Linked DNA regions of Rattus norvegicus: region 1 is linked to region 2. A link is a contact called in public Hi-C data. All regions are on one chromosome and are shown on one strand. Each heading gives the region's core, a stretch centred on a gene start, on an enhancer-like site or on the middle of the called end of the contact. The rest is flanking DNA. Distances are from core to core; before and after follow the strand shown. Region 1 has its middle 170 kb from the start of Plpp3. Region 2 overlaps Plpp3 (phospholipid phosphatase 3).

Region 1 (3,698 bases), core at 15-2,514, 130 kb after region 2:
AGAGGAGAATGTGTAGGGCACCATTTCTCCATTCAAGTGCCTAATCTTGTAAAAGGGACAGATTTAAGTTATGTTAGCAATTTTATAGGTGCGTGTGTGTGTGTGTGTGTGTGTGTGTGTGTGCGCGTGCGCGCGCGCGCGCGCTTTTCAAATGTATCAGTCAACATGTGAAACACACACATATATGTGTGTGTGTGTGTGTGTGTGTGTGTGTGTATTGTAGTTTATCTGTGAAAATATAAAACCATGGAATTTTAATAAGTTCGGTGAGGTTCTATATAGCGCAGACTTAGAAAATGTCAGAATATAGATTTGAATTCCTGAGACATAAAGTTCTGGAAAGGCTACCAGCAAAATCTTAAATAGACATGAATATACACCATGGGGCATACATTGTTCCACTGGCAATTTAGTAATTTCTATTTATTTCCCAGTTATGTCTTGGGAGCTCATTTGATGAGGACTCCCACCCATGGCCACACCACTTGAATGTGTTTCCTAACGAGGGTCTCGAGGCAATTAGAGTTAACAGTAACTTCTTCACTGGTGGAAGAGTGAGTTGAACAAGTTAATGAATTCCAGTCTAGAATCCTGATCTAAAATGAATTAATCAAGAGCTATAAATTAATAAAGAGTTATAAGAACCATTTTTTTTAATAGAAAAATTATACTGGAAATTGTGTCTCTGTAGCTCAGATAAAGCTGCAGACATGGACTGAACTGTTTTGGCTAGAATTTTATCAGCTTAAGACTAGTTACACTGGCTGTCTCTTTATCTTTATGAGCTCTGATTAATCAGTAACTACCAGTTCACAGGACTTCTCAGAAGTGCTGGGGATTGAACCTAAGGCACCAGCAAGCAATCTACCACAGACTCAGAGCATCTTTAGCCCGGTTCATTGAACTTTGGCAATCATGTCTTGGGCAATTACCACTGTGTGCCTGGCAGTGAGCTGTGTTTCGGGGATGTAGAGACAAACCAAACCAAAGAAAACACCACCCTCATTATTTCAAGAAACTTGTCATCTCAGAAGGGGCGGTCTATCTGAATAAGTGTTTTAAAGCATTTCCTTTTAGATTAGAACAAAACAGCTTCATTGTGGACCACTCAAGAGTGAGAGGAGTAATCCCTCAACTAGTATCTAGTTCAGATACTAGAACTGTTGGAGGCACTAGGGTGGGCCTCCTGTACGATGACTGACGTTTGGGAAGGTCCTGGCACAGGGAAATTTCTTCCCGATGCAGTAAGAGGGCTGTCTTAGACCTGGGCCCTGGCAGAAGCAGGAAGCCTTGGAGACCAACAAGAAAGAGATGGGATACCTGACCCAGCTGTGAGGAAGATGGAGAGATTATGGGGAAGAAAAATCTATGTTGGGTTGCTGAAGAAGAGTGAAAACACAGTAACTTTGACTTAAGAAACAGGCCCTGCTAGACAAACCTCTTCTCTGGCCAGCCTCCTGGAAAGGACTCTGAAGGCACAGCTAACCAAACAACCATTGCTCCTGGCAAGGGCTTTCCACCAGGTGAATGGTTTGCCATGTTTCCGATTCCAGGAACTGGCTGGAATAACACTTATGCAATGATAGAATGCACAGGGCCCGCCTCCAGGCGCCGGGCTGCGGGAGAACTTGGCAAGTCTGGGATCCTCTGCTGAGTGGAAAGTCCTGCTTTCCTGCTTTGCCTGAACTTCCCTTGGATGACTGACTCTAGGGGAAGTCAGAGCAGGTCGACTTCAGGAGAAGTCAGAGACGGCTGTGTGGGCTGAGAAGATAGGTATGTGCAAGAAGGGAGAGGATCATCCTTCCTGGACCTATTAGTATTAGTATTAGTAGTAATATTAACATTAGATAAGGAGTATTTGTGGAAAGTTCAGCTGCCTTCTCAAGGCAGTGAGTAGAGTGAGGACTTGGGAGCTAAAACAGTCTTCACAGAGACCAACTGGGAGCTGCACTTTACCGATCTGCTGGGGATAATGAGCGACAGCAGCTAGAACCTTGCTCAGTATCGCAGTAAATGTTAGTTGGTGGCTAAAAGCAGCACAACTCTTTAATACCTGTCAAGTGGTTGGGGACAAAGGAAGGCAGAAGGCCATCCATCATCTCAAAGGACAAGTAAGGAGGACATCTGTTTCCGTAAAGGCACACACTTTATTGGCTAGGATGGGTCTGAGTTTCTGAATTTTTGAAGACCAAGTATATGTAAATCAGTTCATTCTCAGAATCATGGGACACTCCAATCTAAGGTATCCCAGTGGCTTAATGTGAATTCCCTGCTGCTACTGCTTCTAATTCTACTGCCTTGATCAGAGCTCCTAAAGGAAAGAGAGGCTTCATCTGCGGTTCTTCAGACCTTTGGACATCTTCCTTCTTTAATAAAATATGTTCATAACAGATTTAGTCATGTCTATTTAAAACCAGGAGAGGCAATAAATGACCCTTGATAGACAGGAGAACAAATAATGTTCGGTATTATTTTGTTGGGCTTTAATACTTTTTTTTTTCAGAGCTGAGGACCAAATCCAGGCCCTTGCGCTTGCTAGGAAAGCGCTCTACCACTAAGCTAAATCCCCAACCCTTGGTATTATTTTGTAACATGACTCAGTATAAATTCTCAATTTCATGCAGCAAGAAAGAATCAAAAAGACATATAGATACATTTTTTCAATACCAAAAATTATTGAGGAGAATGAGACAGAGGGTAAATTCTGTTTACATATAGTCAAGATCAGAAAGTCAAAGCTATGGTAACTGAGAAATCGGGTTGATGACCAGCTGAGACCTGAACACCGAAGGCAGAAGCTCACGAGATGTTGTCAGTGATTCGAGCAGCATTTTGAAATTGAGTGACATCGTGAGTCTGGTTCCAGAATGACATGGTGGGGTATGTCCGTAAGCCTAGAGTGTGGGAAGCTGAGACAGGAGAATTTCCAGTTGGAGACAAGCCTGGACTATAGACCAAACGGTGTGAAACATAGAAGCTGAGCATTTATCCCGCAGGGAGGAGGGAGGGTCTCTTAGGTTCCCACACGTGTGACAGCTTACCAGATAATGTGTTTAACGCCTGTTTATTTTAAGGTATGCAGACTGTTGCCTAAGTGATGCGAAGGTCAATGCAATTCAAAGTATGTTCACACAATGAAATAGTTATCAGATATAAAAACAAGTTAGCTACTGACCGATTCATGCAACACCCACCATTGATAAGTCTCAACACCATTGGCTTAAATCACCTAAGAGCAGGCAGTGGTTCGAAGCGTTTGCATGAATTCCTTTACTGAGCAAAATTAAGCAAAGGTGCCAAAGCCTGAGTATTGATTGACTGCTTTTGGGCAGTGTGAGAAGACTGAATAGAAAGGAGACTGGCATGTATTTCTCAGACGGTGGAGACTTTACTCGTCTTTAAACTGAACTGTTCGCAGCCTCCGATGCCTGTGTGATGTTACATAGATTATACATTTGTTGTTGAGGAAACTGGAATTGTAGATTAACATCATGCCCTTTGCTTCTTCTAACTTTATTTCTTATTATCTTATGTGTATGAGGGCATGGCCTGTATCTGTGTATGTGCACCACTTACAAGCCTTGTTTTATACGTTAGGGAACCGAGGCTTGGGGACCACATGGCTCACCAAAGTTGTATACCTGGGAACCCCAATCTAGTTTCCCAGATCTTCTGGCTTCCGGTCAGTTACTAGCTCT
Region 2 (3,730 bases), core at 1,170-3,669:
AATCCTGTGTTCCTGGGTCTATGAATGGGGCCTGGAGATGACTCAGCAGTTAAGACCACTGGCTAATCTTGCCAGGGACTGGGGTTCTATTCCCCATGCCCACATGCTGGCTCAAAGCACACTGTAACTGTAGTTCCAGGGAATCCAACGCCCTCTCTAACTGCCATAGGTACCAGGCACACACATTGTTTGTGGGCATACATTCAGGCAAAACGTACATGCATTAAATAACCACCAAATTGAAAAACAAACAAACGTCATGAATAGACTGGAAAAAGAAAGAAGTAACTGATCCCCACTCGGTTTTAATGAAGGAGCTTAAAACATGACCTGAGTTGTTGGGGAGATCAGATGTGGTTGCAGAGAAGAACTCCAATGCACAGTACCCTAGCTCCTGCAGCCAACCTGTTGACGCATACTGGAGGCCCAGTGTAGAGAGATGGATCTGTATAGCCCCTGGTTTTTGTTCTTGTTCAGGCTAAATATACTTTCAACGGCTTCGTAGTTGACTTTCTAGCGCACAAACGTCTACCTGGGCATTGTTCATGTTCCATTTAGCAAGAAAGTCTATCTGGCCCTATCTTCAAATGGACTTTGGGCTGGATGGTTCTGTTTTGTGTCCTGTTTATTTCTCTTAGCAGTCAAGTGGACAGGGACAAATTGTAGCCTCCGTGACCCTTGACTGTGATGACGACGCACTAGCGGTCAAAGTGACTGTTTTTAAACTTAAATCTGTTACTACATCCGAAGCCCCTGAAATATAACAAATTCCCAGTGAATGCAGACTTATCCTTGTCCATATTTAAAAGGGGCTAAAAGAGAAGAAAGAGGTCTTGGGAAATGACTGTTTCCCAAGATGAACAGATGGTAAGACCTCCAGGTGCTGGCCATTGCATTTTACCACGGAGAAGAGTCTTGTTCATGGAATATATAATCTTAGCCAAAGCTCTCCAGCTCTTTCAATGAAACATGCAAACCACGTTTTATTTCTAGGCGACTGTGACAGATTTTTGAAGGGGCTCGTGAGATGGCATTTACCTCATAAGCCTGTGACTTGAGTTCTTTCTATCCCCATAACCTACAGCGAAAGGAGGGACCTGGCTGGTGTTTGTCCTCTGACCTGCATGCTATGTCATGGGGATATCAACTTGTGCGACAGACACTCTTAATAATAATAATAAAATTTTGCACAGAATCCAACAAGAAAGGCAAAGCAACCAGAGTTGAATCTTTGAAGACTGTTATTAATTATTCTATGGTGTGAGGCTTGATGCTTCTACCTAGCACTTGCTCTTGCTTACCATGTTTGAGGCCCTAAGTTCCATCTGGGGCACTGAAAAACTAGTAAAGATTTCACTGTCAGCACTTTCAAATAAGGGAACCCAAAGTTCTCTTTAATACCCAGGGATTAGACCACAGACGGGCTTCTCTTTGCCACGGGACCCCAGACTTCCTGAGGGTGGGAACTGAAGTAGTGTAAGCCCTTACTCACCACGGTAGCCCTAGTTCCCAACAGTGCCCAATTCTCAGGGAACTGTCCTTTCTTTTCTGTTTACCTAAGCAAGAGACCTTGGACTTGGGCTCAGGAAACACAAGCAGCAGGACTCTACCTGCCATGAGTTTCTTCATTTAGGCCTGAACCCTCCAGCCCCGAAGAATGAGCATTTGTCAAGGAAAGTCTCTGACCCCGGAACACTGCCTGCGCACACCGCCAGCTGCTAGTGTTTTCTATGGAGCTTGTTTCAAAGCTGAAGAAATGCCTTCACAGTAAACTTAGATTCTGCTCGCCTGGATTGTGTCCAGTCTAAAAATCTGGACAAACATTATAAACCAAAGAAAGTTTGCGCACTTCTAAGACCAGTAGCAATTAATTACTTTAAATAGAAATACTGTCACTTACTGGCAACATAAATATTTGTATTTTGAACCTCTAAGTAGTTGTTGGGTTGACCATTCTGACCTTAAGTGATTTTACTTAGTCATATTTTAACAGGGAGTACATTTATAAAGAAGGGTCAGGTCAGGGAGGAAGAAAATATAAACCAAAAGAGAGAGCTGGGTTCTAATCCCAGTGACCCATTGATGCACTCAGAGACTTAGAGAATAGAAAACTTCTGTCTTCAATTTTCTGTTGCATACAAAGGGAAATAACAACAACAACAACAACACACACACACACACACACACACTTTTACAATTATCATAAACATTAAATAAATTGCAAACTGGACTATAAACCCCTTCGAGAGGAACTCAGTGTCTTCTAGCTGTAGCTCTCACATCTGGTCCAAATGACTGTCCTTTGCTCTGCACTGGGCTGAGGTTGCTTGGCTTCTCTGATCCTCGGTGTTTTTATTTGTAAATGATTGGAACAGCACTCACAGAACTCTACCCTATCAGTAAGGTTCACAGAGCTCCCAGCAGAGCGTCCTGGTAACTGCCTGTCCTCCGCAGCTGTGCCTTGCCAATGCCTTGGTCTGTGCTGTGTGTCCTATGTCGTTCTGCTGGTAAGCACGTAGGCGCCTGGCGGATGTTGCCTTAATTATTACTCCCACACATCCTAGACTTTGCTTATTCGGAAGATAACGCCAACCGCTTCTTAGTCTTTTGACTAAGATCAAGTAAAGATAAGCACAGATTGGGTCAAGTGGAAAACTGGGTGAGTCTCAGGAGAGGCATCTCCAGGACTTCTTGTTCGGGACAAAGGAGAACTGTCCTCAGATTCTCCGGTTTTCAGTCCTGCAGAGAAGTGCAGTCACTTCACCTTTATCCTCCTGCTCCCTTCTCCCTTCCTTGCTCTCTCAGGGCTTCTAAAAGGCACTTTGAGAGAAGTGGCTGTGTTTAATTTTGTGCAGATATGAAGCCATGGCTGCGGGGAGTTAGCTTTGGGGCTGGGTCACTCTGGTAACACTTCCCACATGACTTGATCAATGGGTGGGCCATGAAAACTTATCCTGTGTTTTTTTACACCCCACCCCCAAACCACCCAACCTGACCAAGTGTTAGTTTTTCAAAGCCAGTGAAGTTTCAAAGGCCTGAACCCAACACAGCGGCCTTTCTTCGTGCTTTGATTTTCTGCCCATTAAGTGTTTGTCACTGAGTTCAGATTTCGCCTCCTCTGCAGCCTACACATCCCACGAAGCCCCTAGAGGTAGGGAAAGTTAATTGATTGTTGATTAAAAGGAGGAGAGAGGCTTGAGCCTAGGTCTAGACACTTTAGCTTATTCTCTCTCCTTTGGCTCTGATTTGCTGCACAGAGCTCATAATACACATTTTATTATCAATAAATCTAAATTCTGGGATATTGGCTTTAGATCTTTGATTGAATTAGACATGTGTGTATCTAATTAGTGTGTGTGTGGCATGGGGTAGCTAGGAGAGTATAAACTAAGAGGGCTGTCTTGACTTCTCTAAGGTCTTTCTTTCATTCTTTTTTTTTTTTCTTTTTCCCCCTACAGAGGCATGGGAGTTACTGAGGGAGCTTCGGCTCATTTGTTCATACACATGGGTGCTTCTGTTTTAAGTGACTCACTCTAGAAAGCACCCAAGATTTAGGTAGGTCATTTGAACCTCATCCAGCTTCACCATTAACTTACAGAGTGACTCTGCTAAATCACTTTAATCTCTTTGAACCATAGGGTGGCTTTACTCGCTCCTTTTCTATGATTGGCCTTTGGGCCCCTTGGAGGTTGAGACTTAGCCTCTTTTATCTCTGTCAGTCAGTAACTGG

The links. A called contact is a pair of places that touch in the nucleus more often than the background predicts.
Region 1: a Hi-C map of liver shows a contact between it and region 2, with 3 times the contacts expected there. The contact joins two enhancer-like sites. A contact is called at or near these places in 2 of 12 Hi-C or Micro-C datasets (both in liver).

What each region holds. Positions count from the first base shown.
Region 1 is chr5:125,321,072-125,324,769 of GRCr8, forward strand. No RefSeq gene overlaps it. Among named protein-coding and RNA genes, the nearest start is that of Plpp3, 170 kb to the left of the region's middle. Within about 2 kb of position 1,265, at least 14 of the 93 cell types and tissues checked have an H3K27ac peak or open chromatin away from gene starts, as enhancers often do. A contact at or near this core is called in liver, where this site is marked.
Region 2 is chr5:125,185,527-125,189,256 of GRCr8, forward strand. All of the region lies in intron 1 of Plpp3 (phospholipid phosphatase 3), which reads left to right. Among named protein-coding and RNA genes, the nearest start is that of Plpp3, 31 kb to the left of the region's middle. Within about 2 kb of position 2,420, at least 2 of the 93 cell types and tissues checked have an H3K27ac peak or open chromatin away from gene starts, as enhancers often do. A contact at or near this core is called in liver, where this site is marked.